Linked DNA regions of Sus scrofa: region 1 is linked to region 2. Evidence: chromatin contacts called from public Hi-C data. All regions are on one chromosome and are shown on one strand. The core of a region is the stretch at or near the end of the contact, and the rest is flanking DNA. Distances in the headings are between cores, read along the strand shown.

What was found. Hi-C and Micro-C count contacts between places; a contact is called where the count stands out from the background.
Region 1: a contact with region 2 is called in a Hi-C map of liver, with 4 times the contacts expected there. The contact joins the promoter of RIT1 here to the promoter of HDGF in region 2. A contact is called at or near these places in 1 of 5 promoter capture datasets (liver) and 1 of 47 Hi-C or Micro-C datasets (liver).

Annotation. Positions count from the first base shown.
Region 1 is chr4:94,115,317-94,121,215 of Sscrofa11.1, forward strand. It overlaps RIT1 (Ras like without CAAX 1), which reads left to right and starts at 2,405. Exons shown (of 6, transcript NM_001077230.2): 1 at 2,405-2,542; 2 at 2,977-3,121; 3 at 3,284-3,340. The coding sequence starts at 3,019. KIAA0907 (UPF0469 protein KIAA0907 homolog) reads left to right here. Exons shown (of 15, transcript XM_001928648.6): 15 at 87-1,346. The coding sequence ends at 286.
Region 2 is chr4:93,336,557-93,342,432 of Sscrofa11.1, forward strand. HDGF (hepatoma-derived growth factor) reads left to right here and starts at 4,525. Exons shown (of 6, transcript XM_013996955.2): 1 at 4,525-4,802.

The DNA.
Region 1 (5,899 bases), core at 1,155-3,654, 780 kb after region 2:
AATTAACGAATTTGTGGTATTATCTTTTTTTTTTTTTTTTCCTTCTTGGTGGGGGTTGGGGTTGGGGTTGTCTTTCTCTATTCTAGATTATCCAGTCAAGAAGATGAAAACTACGGAGAAGGGATTTGGTTTGGTGGCTTATGCTGCAGATTCTTCTGACGAAGAGGAGGAACATGGCGGTCATAAAAATGCAAGTAGTTTTCCACAGGGCTGGAGTTTGGGATATCAGTACCCTTCATCACAACCACGAGCTAAACAACAGATGCCATTCTGGATGGCCCCATAGGCAACAGTGGAAGAGTTTTGAGCCTTGGTGACTCTTTAGCAATAATGCATGCATTCGATTTAACAAGACTCTGGGGCCTGTCCTAGGAACCATCTTGGACCTTTGAAGAAGTCAGAGATGAGTGTCTCCTTTCTTAAAGGGGTTCCATTCTTTTTAAAACATCCTTAAATCTGCAGCGGCATAGCATCTGTTAAAATTTACTTAGAATCACAGATTTGTCTCAGAAGCTTTTTAACAGTTGGTGAAATGTGCTCGTTCAACAGGGTCATTCCGATATACACTTGACCTGGTCCAGCCTTTTCCAAATGAATAGCCCTTATTCTGACGTAAACCAAGTTTTATTTGTATTTTACTACTGTTTGGTCAATTTTGATAATAACTGGTTCCAAACAAAGCCTTACTATTTATTAGTGGGGAAATGATTTTAAGACCATCCTTTCTTTTCAGTACTTAGATCTAAGAACCCCTGCGTCCCTGTTTCATTTTTGGATTCTTTGTTTTGGAAAACGTGGTTTTACTAATTTAAAACTGTTGAATATAGCTGGATCCTGGGGAATTGAAGGTTTTCTTTATTTCTTTGGGATGATCCAAAGCTGGCACCTTCAGGCACTCTCGTCTCAGAGAGCCATTGCTGTTTTTATTGCCCGTCTAAGCTCCTTGTCTTCAAGTGGGTCAGAGAAAACTGCTTGATCAAAAGCTGGTCAGAACTCATCACAGAAATGAAACCCAGTGGTCTGTCTCTCTCAGAACTGGTTGCAGCGAAAATAGAGAGATTTGACTGCTCGCAATAGAATGGTGGACTTAGTGACTGAGATTGCGACTTGTCCTTTTTCTTGGCATTACAGGTTTTGCCAAAAGAACTTTTTTTGTATCAAATATTGATGTGTGAAAGTGAAGGAGCTAGTCTGCTGAACCAGGAGTAGTTTGAGATATTGAACTATCATTTTTGCACATTTGAATACTTTGCAGGCTGGCTTTGTATAAATGTATCCTCTGGTTTCCTATATGTTGTAAATATTTAGAACATAATTTCATTATAAATAAATGTATAAATATTCTGCTTGTGGTTTCTCTGTTCTTTCTTCCACAACGTATCCATGCACTAAAATTCATAAACTTTTTTGCTCACAGCATACTATAACCCCCATCAGAAAAATACATACCTGGACCCAAGAGTTTGCATTTAGTTCCAAGTTGTTGTTTTTTGTTTTTTTAATTTTTTTCTTTTAGTTCCAAGTGTTTTATGACTTTTCAAAGTAAACCCTGCAAAGTCCAAGTGAAATGTAAAGGATTGTTATGGTGGATGTTTTTCCTTTTCATTTTCTTGCCCTCCTTTATTGAATGTGGTTAAAAGGACTGAGTGAAAGTATTCTTTTTCTTTTTTTGGCTTTTTAGGGCTGCACCCATTGCATATGGAAGTTTCCAGGCTAGGGGGTGAATCGGAGCTGTAGTTGCCGGCCTACACCACAGCCACAGCAGTGCCGAATCTGAGCCACAGTTCGCGGCAACTCTGGATCCTTAACCCACTGAGCAAAGTCAAGGATCGAACCTGTGTCCTTATGGGTGCTAGTTGGGTTCATTCCCACTGAGCCACCACGGGAACTCCAGGAAATATAAGTATTCTTGGAAAAACATGCTTAGAAAGGAAGAAGGATGGGCAGAAGTTGCAACAGAAAATTTTGCCCATATAAAGTTCCTTCTAGTACTTCTATGTGTTACCCACCTAAATACAGGTGAACAGAATTGATAGTGTCTTAATTTATTGCTGTAAAGTCAAAGCCAGGTGCTTTTTTTTGTTACTAAGCAATAACACCTTGGTCCTGTTTGGGGGGGGGGTTGGCAGGTGCCCATTTCCTCATTACATTTGGCCAAATTTGTTTTTCTCATAAATGGTCCTGGGCAAGTTGTTATTGTAGAAGTCTCCAGTGTGCCCCTTATCACATCCTCCTTGCTTGACTTTGGTGTAAATAGTTTTGTGGCAGAGGGGGGCGCTGAGTGTGGCACTCCCCCAGGGCCTTCAGCGATGAGCGGGGTTTGAGGACCTGGCAGGAGATGGTCCTCCCCGGAGGAGGCGGGGCCAGTCCCCTGCGTCACGAGGGCGGCCCCGCCCCTCCTGCTGAGACGCGGGCGCTGCTGGCGCCATCTTCCCCAGCTGCGGGAGGGGTCACAGGTCAGTGCCAGATCCTCGCCGCGAATGAGGAGGACCGAGGACGAAGTGGGTGATCAGACCCGGCAGTGGCCTTAACCTTCCGACGGGTACGAGCAGCGGAGGGGTTGGCTTGTGAGGCGGAAGGGTGGGGGGCTTGATGGCGGCGCGAGGTGCTGCCGGGGGAGGAGAGCAGCCTCCGAGGGGAATGGAGAGGGGGCTGAACCTCCGGGTACCGCGGGCTTGAGAGGAAACCCTGAGGCCTAAGTCCCAAACTGCACTTTCTCACTGGGCTCCCTCCTGCTGTGCCGGCGTCCCAGTCTGCAAAGAAATGCCAAATTTCTTTGTCTCTTTTTATTCTTTTTTGAAAAAAAGTAGTAATTCAGAAAATCTATGATATGTCATGGGTCTGAGCTGCCCTGGAGGGAAGGTGAGGCTACGTGTTGCCTGAGGGTCGCCAGAAAGGGAGCAGGGGTAGGGCACTGGCTCTAGGACTGTCGTCACGGGGTCTCCATCCTGGATTAAATATTTTCTTTCTTTCCAGGTGCCTTTTCCTCCGGGCAGCCCAGGATTCTCCAAGAGGACAATGGATTCTGGAACTCGCCCAGTTGGTAGCTGTAACAGCCCTGCAGGGCTGTCACGGGAATACAAACTAGTGATGCTAGGTGCTGGCGGTGTAGGGAAAAGCGGTAGGTGACATTTTCCATTTTAAAGAAGTAAGAATGAAAAATGCTCACAACAGATGCCCTCCCCGAAAACCAAGTAGGAGACTGTCCTGCAATATTGATACTTGCAGTTCTTTCTGTTGGTCATCTTTGTATTTATTTTAACTTTCGCTTCTTGTTTTAAAGCCATGACCATGCAGTTCATCAGCCACCGATTTCCAGAAGATCATGACCCCACCATTGGTAAGTCAGACTGTCACTTAGGTTTTTCCACTAAACCCCATAAAAAGGCCTTGGTGTCAGTTTTTGAAACAGTTTTAGACCATTTATATTTTGAGCCTTTTGGGTGTCTGGTTTAGATTTACTTAACAAGAATAACATGGCAGTTGATAAGCAAATGACTTTTTTTTCTTAGCTTAACTTTATATGTACATAAGCCATCTTAGTCTGTTTTTTATTAAATATTACTGGGACACTTTGTTTTATTTTTATGGTTGCTCTACTGTATCGTCAGATTAAAGGAAAAGTTTAAAGGCCACTTAACAGAAGGCTTTTGCTATCATTTCTTTAAGGGTCTGATTTGAGACTAACTCTGTAACTATGAGTCAGCTGGTCTGAACTTCCACAAAAGGAAGCAGAAAAACAAGTAGAGCCAGCCTGCTGAACTCTTACAACCCAGACATGCAGAGCCTGGACTTGTTCCACTAGAAGCCCTTCATTTACTTCCTTATACCTCAAGTTCATTACACAGCAAGGTCTTTCTTCACGTCTTCTATAATCTTAATGCTCTATTGTTAGTAAACCACTGTTAGTAAGTAAAAACTAATTTTCTTGTGCCCTTTTTTTTTTTCTTTTTTTAGCTGCTATTCGCCATAGACCTTAGGAATGTTACTGTCATTCCTGGACCATAAGGAAGCAGATTTGATTTTAAGGGGTTATTTCCCAGTGAAGAAGAAAAATGGTGATGGGGGTAGAGGAGGGCACAGAAGTTCTGCCATATCACTTGTATTTTCAGGATGTGACACTTTTGTTGTGATCCTGAGTCTCTAGGAAGGATTTCCCATTGGGTCAGGACTCTACTGCTCTTTTTCATAAAGCCAATAATTTTTCTGTGCCAACCTACCTTTGGTTGTTACCATTTTATATAGTAGATGCTTCTGTGGCTTGGGGAAAAATAGAAACAGTTCTTATTTTTCATGTACTATGTTAAATTTAGAACATTGTTCAGGAATTCACACTACAGTGGGAATTTTAGGAATAAAATTAATTTAGGGCTTAAGATAATTTACTTAGAACTCCAGAATATCTTTTCCTTTCTTTAAAGTAAAACTCATATACTTGTCCCCTAAAAGACTTTTTTTTTTTTGGTCTCTTTAGGGCTACACCCTTGGCATATGGAAGTTCCCAGGCTAGGGGTTGAATTCGAGCTGCAGCTGCTGGCCTGTGTCACGGCAACGCCAGATCTGAGCCTCATCTGTGACCTGCACCACAGCTCAGGGCAACGCCAGATCCTTAACCCATTGAGCAAGGCCAGGGATTGAACCTGCATCCTCATGGATACTAGTTGGATTCTTACCCTGCTGAGCCACAGCAGGAACCCCTCTTACTTTTTTTTGCTCGGTTGATTCCTCCCCCATCAGCTATTCTGATGATATTATCTGATTTAACAGCAAATACTTCTTATCTCTTGAGCACTGTATTAGGCCATGGGAGTACAGTAGTGAGCAAAAACATGTGGTGCTGCTCTCATTGAGTTTATAGTTTAGTGCATTTTGTTTCAAACTTTAGCTGCTAACTCTAAGAAGAAAAATTTGTTATAACCAGTACGCATGTATGTGTGTATATAATTGTACAGATATTTGCATATATGTGTACATTTTAATATACAAGAATGTAAAGTATTATGAAACTATATTTACCTCACTTCATGTGGTATGCACTTGTATTTCCTCTTTCAGTTTAGATTTCTGCTTATTTATTTTAATGCTGGTCCTAACGCATTAAATTCATCCATAACGCACTAATACTAGTGGATCATATATGACCTGTAGTTTGAAAATCATTGACTTATTAGGCTCTTCATCTTTGAAGAAGAGTTAGAAGCAAGGGTTCAAGAAGAAATGTTTAGGAGTTCCTGCCGTGGCACAGTGGGTTAAGGATCTGGCATTGCCATAGCTGTGGCATAGGTCGCAGATGCAGCTCAGATTCAGTCCCTGGCCCAGGAACTTCTGTAAGCTGCAGATGTGGCTGAAAAAGGGGAGAAGGGAAAAACTAACAAACGTTTAAAGGATGCATATCAGGATGTAAGCAGCAATTGTTTGAATGATGGCAATACTGAGTGGTGCTTTTCTCTTTTTTACTTTCCTCTATTTTCCAAGGTTACCATGATAATATACATAAAGATATTCTTTCTCATAAAGGAAGAATCATGACAATATGGATTCTTTAGGAAATAGTGAACTCTGGGTTTTCTTTTTCCTGTATTATTAAAAAAGTGGTGAGGAAATATAGCATATGATTAAGTACATGAGACTTTTGGGTCAAACACCTCTTGGTTTTGGTTCTGGCTATGTCATTAATGAATTGTGTAATATGGGGTACACATTTACTGTTTTAATTTTTTTTATCTGTAAGACCTATCTCATTGGATTATTGTCACTATTGAATGGGTTAATATATAAATAAATCACTTAGTATAATGCCTGGTGTCTCCTAACTAATAAATGGGAAAGTTACTTTTCTGGCCTAACATTTTTTTAAAAAGACAATCTCTTAGTTCTTTTTCAGCTTAGAATTGTAGAT
Region 2 (5,876 bases), core at 3,275-5,774:
CAATAGTGCTTACAATGTGCCAGGCACAGTTCTAAGCATTTTTTTATTTACCTTTTATAATGATTTCTATTTTTCCATTACAGATGGTTTGCAGTATCCAAGCATTTACATACATCATGCATATTCATTGACTTATCAAATCCCCCCCTTTATAGATGAGAAGATTGAGGCACAGAAAGGTTGAGTAACTTGTAGCAGGTCACATGGTTGTTAAGTGGTGGAGTGGGACTCAAACCCAGGTAAGGAGACCCCACTGTAAGGGTGCCAGCTTTACCAGGCATAAGGCTGGTACCTAGAAGCCCGTTTTAAAGGAATTCATTTTCTCAAACTAAATATCACTCAAAATCTAATACAAGGAGTTGCCGATGTGGTACAATGGGGTTGCTGGCAGATCTGGGGTGCTGGGACACAGGTTGAATCCCTGGCCCGGCACTTGCGTTAGGATCCAGCATTGCCACAGCTGGGGCATAGGTTGCAACTGTTACTCAGATCTGCTCCCTAGCCCAAGAACTCCATATGCCACCTGCAGCCGGGAAAAAAAATCTAATATGATAAATACAGTGATAACTGATTTTATCAAGCACTTACCATGTTCCTGGCTCTGCTCAAAGCGTTTTAAAATACATTAATTCATTCCACCTTCATCACCAACACCCCTTTTTTGGGGGGAGTGGGAGGCAAGCCCAAGGCATGCAGAAGTTCCTGGGCCAGAGATAGAACCTCTGCCACAGCACTGCTGCTGTAGTGACAATGCCAGATCCTTAACCCGCTAAGCGCCAGGAAACTCCACAACCCCTTTTTACAGACATGGAAACGGAAACTCGCCCATTTTACAGACGTGCAAACTGAAACTGGGGGCAGTTAGGTAGTTTTCTTAAAGTGATACAGCATGTCACAGTGGTAGAGCAGGTACTTAAACTCTGTTATCTCTGATTCTTAACTACTCCAACTCCTTGTAAAGTGCATAAAAGCATGGGTGCTTTTTCACTCTGGGTGGCACCAGTGGGAGGGGGCAATAGAGGCAGTTTTGAAAACCACTGTTCTAGAGTACCCATCCTTCTCTCCTCCATTTCCAGACGGGGTAACCGGGGCCAAGAAGTAATAATGGGAGTAGGTCACACAGTGTTGAGGGCTGGGGGCTGGAGCCAAACCCCTCAGACTCTCTTAGGAGTCAAAGGGAAGGAAACTGACATTTCCTTTGAACCTAATGAGCAGGTGAGGTTTTCACTCAGATGATCTCCTTTTCACTTTACAACCACCTAAGGGTAGCTGTTTGGATTAGTTTTTTTTTTTTTTTTTTTTTTTTTGTCTTTTGTCTTTTTAGGGCTGCTCCCACGGCATATGGAGGTTCCCAGGCTAGGGGTCGAATCGGAGCTGCAGTTGCTGGCCTACACCACAGCCACAGCAACGCCAGATCCGAGCCGCGTCTGTGACCTACACCACAGCTCACAGCAATGCTGGATCCTCAAGCCACTGAGCGAGACCAGGGATTAAACCCACCTCATGGTTCCTGGTCGGATTTGTTTCTGCTGAGCCACGACGGGGACTCCTGGATTAGCATTTTTGCAGAGGAAGAAAATTTTGTTTAGAAATTCTAGGAGTTGCCATTGTGGCTCAATGGAAACAAATCTGACTAGCATCCATGAGGACGCAGGTTCGATCCTTGGCCTCACTCAGTGGGATCTGGCGTTGCCATGACCTGCTGTGTAGGTTGCAGACGCAGCTCGGATCCTATGTTGCTATGGCTGTGGCTGTGGCATAGGCCAGCGGCTACAGCTCAGTTTCGACCCCTAACCTGGGAACCTCCATATGCCACAGCCCTAAAAAGACCAAAACAAAAACAAAAACAAAAAAGAAAGATTTCAGTTAAGCCATTTGCTAAAAGCAAGTTTCAAACCCAGGTCCCTTGACATGCAAACACAGATTGTTTCCATTGGACCACACTGCCGCTGCCTCCAGTGCACTGAACTCCATCCCCCTGCTGCTGTGTCAATTCCTCCTTCTTGACATGAACAGAGATGAGTCCACCACCATCTTCCCTGCTGTTGCTCCTCCAGACTGGCTTCAGAACCTTAGAGGCAGATCTGTACCCACAAGCCTCCACTCTGGGGCCCCAGGCCCACTGAATTCTGTCCTGACCTCCCTCCCACACAAAAGTAGAATCAAACACCAGCATCAAAGGAATCATCTCACTGAGACATCTGAGAACTGGTTCCAAGCTGGGCTAGCAGTCTGGGGGCCCCAGGACGGGGTGCTTTAGACCTTACCAATTAAATGGAGGTCCGAAGCAGCAGCAGCAGCACCTTGGGCAATGAAATAAAAATACAGGGACTGGAACTCCCGTTGGGGCTCAATGGTAATGAACCAGATTAGTAACCATGAGGACTGGGTTTGATCCCTGGCCCCAGTGGGTTAAGAGGCCCACTCAGTGGGTTAAGGATCCGGTGTTGCGCTGAGCTGTGGTGGAGATCGAGGACACAGCTTGGATCCTGCATTGCGGTGGCTGTGGTGTAGGCCGGCAGCTGCAGCTCCGGTTCAACCCCTAGCCTGGGAACCTACATATGCTATGGGTGTGGCCCTAAAAAGACAAAAAAAAAAAAAAAAAAAAAAAACCCAAAAACAAAAAAACAACAACAAAAAAATGCAGGGACCCCCAAACCTACTAAATTAGAATCTGCTTTTAAAGAGTATCCCCAGGTGATTCATTTGCACATTAAAGGCTACAAAGCACTAAGTTAGACCTGAATCCCAGGGGAAGCAGGCTTATGCCTGCCCCGTGTAACTGACCCTCTGTGGCTCTTGGCTTGGTTGTTAGGGGCAGCTGTGAGGTTGATGATGTTATTGTAAGGAGAACTTGGATATTAAATTGCAACCAAGGCCTGGGAGATTACTGCAACAAAGGGAACCCTGGTTGTTTTATTGCAACCAGCATCTGCATGGTGACCTGAGTGACAGGCCCAAGAGATTTGTTGCAAAGAAAAAAAAAAATTTAAGAAGCCCTTACTGCCATCTCCATGCAACAAAGTGGAGAAATGGATAGGACTCTTTGGTTTTCACTAATTTGGGATGTGCTAAATTGGAAAATAGTTTAAAAACATGTTTGTTGCACTGAAACAGCATATTTATAATACTAGCCTGGACACTAAAAGGAAACCAGTGGTGACACTGGATTTACTGAAACATCTCTAAGACCTTGTGACAAGATTCTCTCCTAACAATAAGAACAAAGAAAAGTACTAGCCTGACAGAATCTGGACTATTACACTGACTGCATTTCAAACTGGAATGCATGGTAGAGTAAACACCAACTGGGATCTAGCTGCTCTGTTGCAACAAGTTTGGATTTGCTATTGAAATAACTCGACAAGTCTGGGGCTAAGGGCATGCATGAGGACCGTGCAGAGTGCCCTGCTGTGCCAGCAGCCTGGGGCCTGGAGGGCCTGGGTATAGGACCAGAGGGATTCCTATCACAAGGCAGAATTATGCTGAGAGACCACATTATTATAAAGGCAAAACATGTGAAATGCATTGTCATGACCATAAGGACAACAGATAGGAAGGCTGTAGGGAGCAATTTCAGGCCTCGGCTAATGATAAGCAGCCATTCCATGCCCGTGATGTTGGCAGGGAGCAGTGTGATCCTGCCTCACAGTTGAGGAAATTGAGGCTCAGGGAGAAGTTCAGAGGGTAGTGTAAGTTCTTATGATTGGTGAATAGCTGGGCAGAATGTGTACCTGGGCCTTTTGGCCTCATCCTGCACTTCTGCAGGGAGATTCTGCATATGCTTTGAAGCAGGATCAGGAAACTCATGGGGAAAGAAAAAAAGCTTGTTTTCTCTCTTTGAACCTAGAATATTTTGTTGCAAAATTTTAAGGATCTAAACATGGTATAAGGTAAGATCTAAATAACTATCTCATTTCTAAGAGATCATAGGTGTCTGGAATTTCAGCAAATCCAAAACCAACACAGTGACAGCAAATCAAAGATGTAATTACAGCAAAGTCTTGTCTGGCTTAAGAGACCTGAGTTCAACTTTTGGCTCTATCAATTCTTAACATATAACCTAGGCTAAAATGTGGTCTCTGGAATCTGGCAACATTACATTTGTCCTCTAAGGCCCAACTCAAAGTCATCACCTTTGTGAAGCCTTCCCAGATTCTTCCCCGGACTCTTACCCTCCAAGAGAGGTAGTGATGTTTTACCAATGGTTTGGGATTTACACTGTCTCTTCCCAAAAGAAAAGAGTTCATATTTGGGCCCGTGGCTAGTGGTAAAACCCAGATCTCTTCTGCCAGGAAATAGCACAGAAAGCCGAGACCTATCTAATGCACATGGATCGCGGTCACTTTGTGCCACAACCCCTCGGACACCTCCTGGCTACCAAATTCCACAAAGGCCGTAGTGTCGGAGCAATCCCCGACGTTTCGGTGACCCCACAAATTGTAAGCACGTCGAGGTCCAGGGCAAACCTCTGTGCGCTCAGGGGCGCGGTGCCCAGCTCTCGCCGCTGCGCCCAGCACTCTGCCAAGCACCGCAAGTGCCGAGCAAACATTCGTGGACAGGGATGGAGCCGTGGGCAGGGAGACACTACGCCTAGATGTCGACACTCCACTGCGCTGAAGCCGCTGTTGGGAGCGCCCCGTGGGGCCGGGGGAGGGGCGCCAGGCCGCTCCGTCCAGCCGGGCGCCAGCTCCTCCCGGGCTGGCGGGCACCCACCGACAGCGGGCACACAAAGCCTGCTCGGCTTGCTCGGCGATCGGCTCCTTACGCCTGTGTCGCCACGCGCCGCCAGGCGGCTCCAGGTTGGGCGTCGGGTTGGGGCAGGCACGGGGCGTCAAGAAGCTGCACGCATCAAACCGCCGCGGGAGGGAGCGCGGAGGGGGGAGGAGGAGGAGTGGGAAAGGGAGGAGGGAGGAGGAGGAGGAGTGGGGACCGGGCGGGGGGTGGAGGAAGAGGCCTCGCGCAGAAGAGGGAGCAATTGAATTTCAAACACAAACAACTGCACGAGCGTGCACCCACCGCGCCGGAGCTTTGCCCCTGATCCGCGCCCGCCCCGTCCGTGCGGCGCGCGGGCGGAGACGCCGTGGCCGCGCCGGAGCTCGGGCCGGGGGCCACCATCGAGGCGGGGGCCGCGCGAGGGCCGGAGCGGAGCGGCGCCGCCACCGCCGCACGCGCAAACTTGGGCTCGCGCTTCCCGGCCCGGCGCGGAGCCCGGGGCGCCCGGAGCCCCGCCATGTCGCGATCCAACCGGCAGAAGGAGTATAAATGCGGGGACCTGGTGTTCGCCAAGATGAAGGGCTACCCACACTGGCCGGCCCGGGTGAGCAGCGCGGCCCGCCGCCTCCTAGCCACCTCCAGGCTCGGGTTGCATAACACCCGGGAGGGCACGAGCGCTCCGCGCAGAGCAGGGGGGGTCGGGTGGGGGCGGGGGATGTCCGAGTCCCTGACTCTTTCCCGAGCACCTCCGAGCCCACCCGCCGGTTATATAATGGCTGGGGGTGGGGGGTTGGCGGCGGCTGGGAACACCTGGGCAGACGGCGTCCGCGCGTAGTGGCGTGTGCGCGGCGTGGGGATCCGAGGGCGCCGGTCACTTCCCGGCCCCCGGCTCCGCGTGCTTAGTTCCGCCCCCAGCCCCCATACTCCCAGCGGTTTCGGGCGCGCAGCCTGGGTTGGGGCCAGTCGTGTTACTCCTTCCCTCCCCCGCCGCCCCGGCGCCACAGCCATCCCCTTCAGGGACCCCCTTAAAGACCCCCAGTTTAAACCTTCACTGATGGTTGCCCCTAGCTCAAACTCTCCTCTTCTAGATTAAATGGTTAAGAAGGATCTCTGCTCAGAAAGGGATAGATGGAGGCGGAGTTCGCTTCTAGAAAACTTTG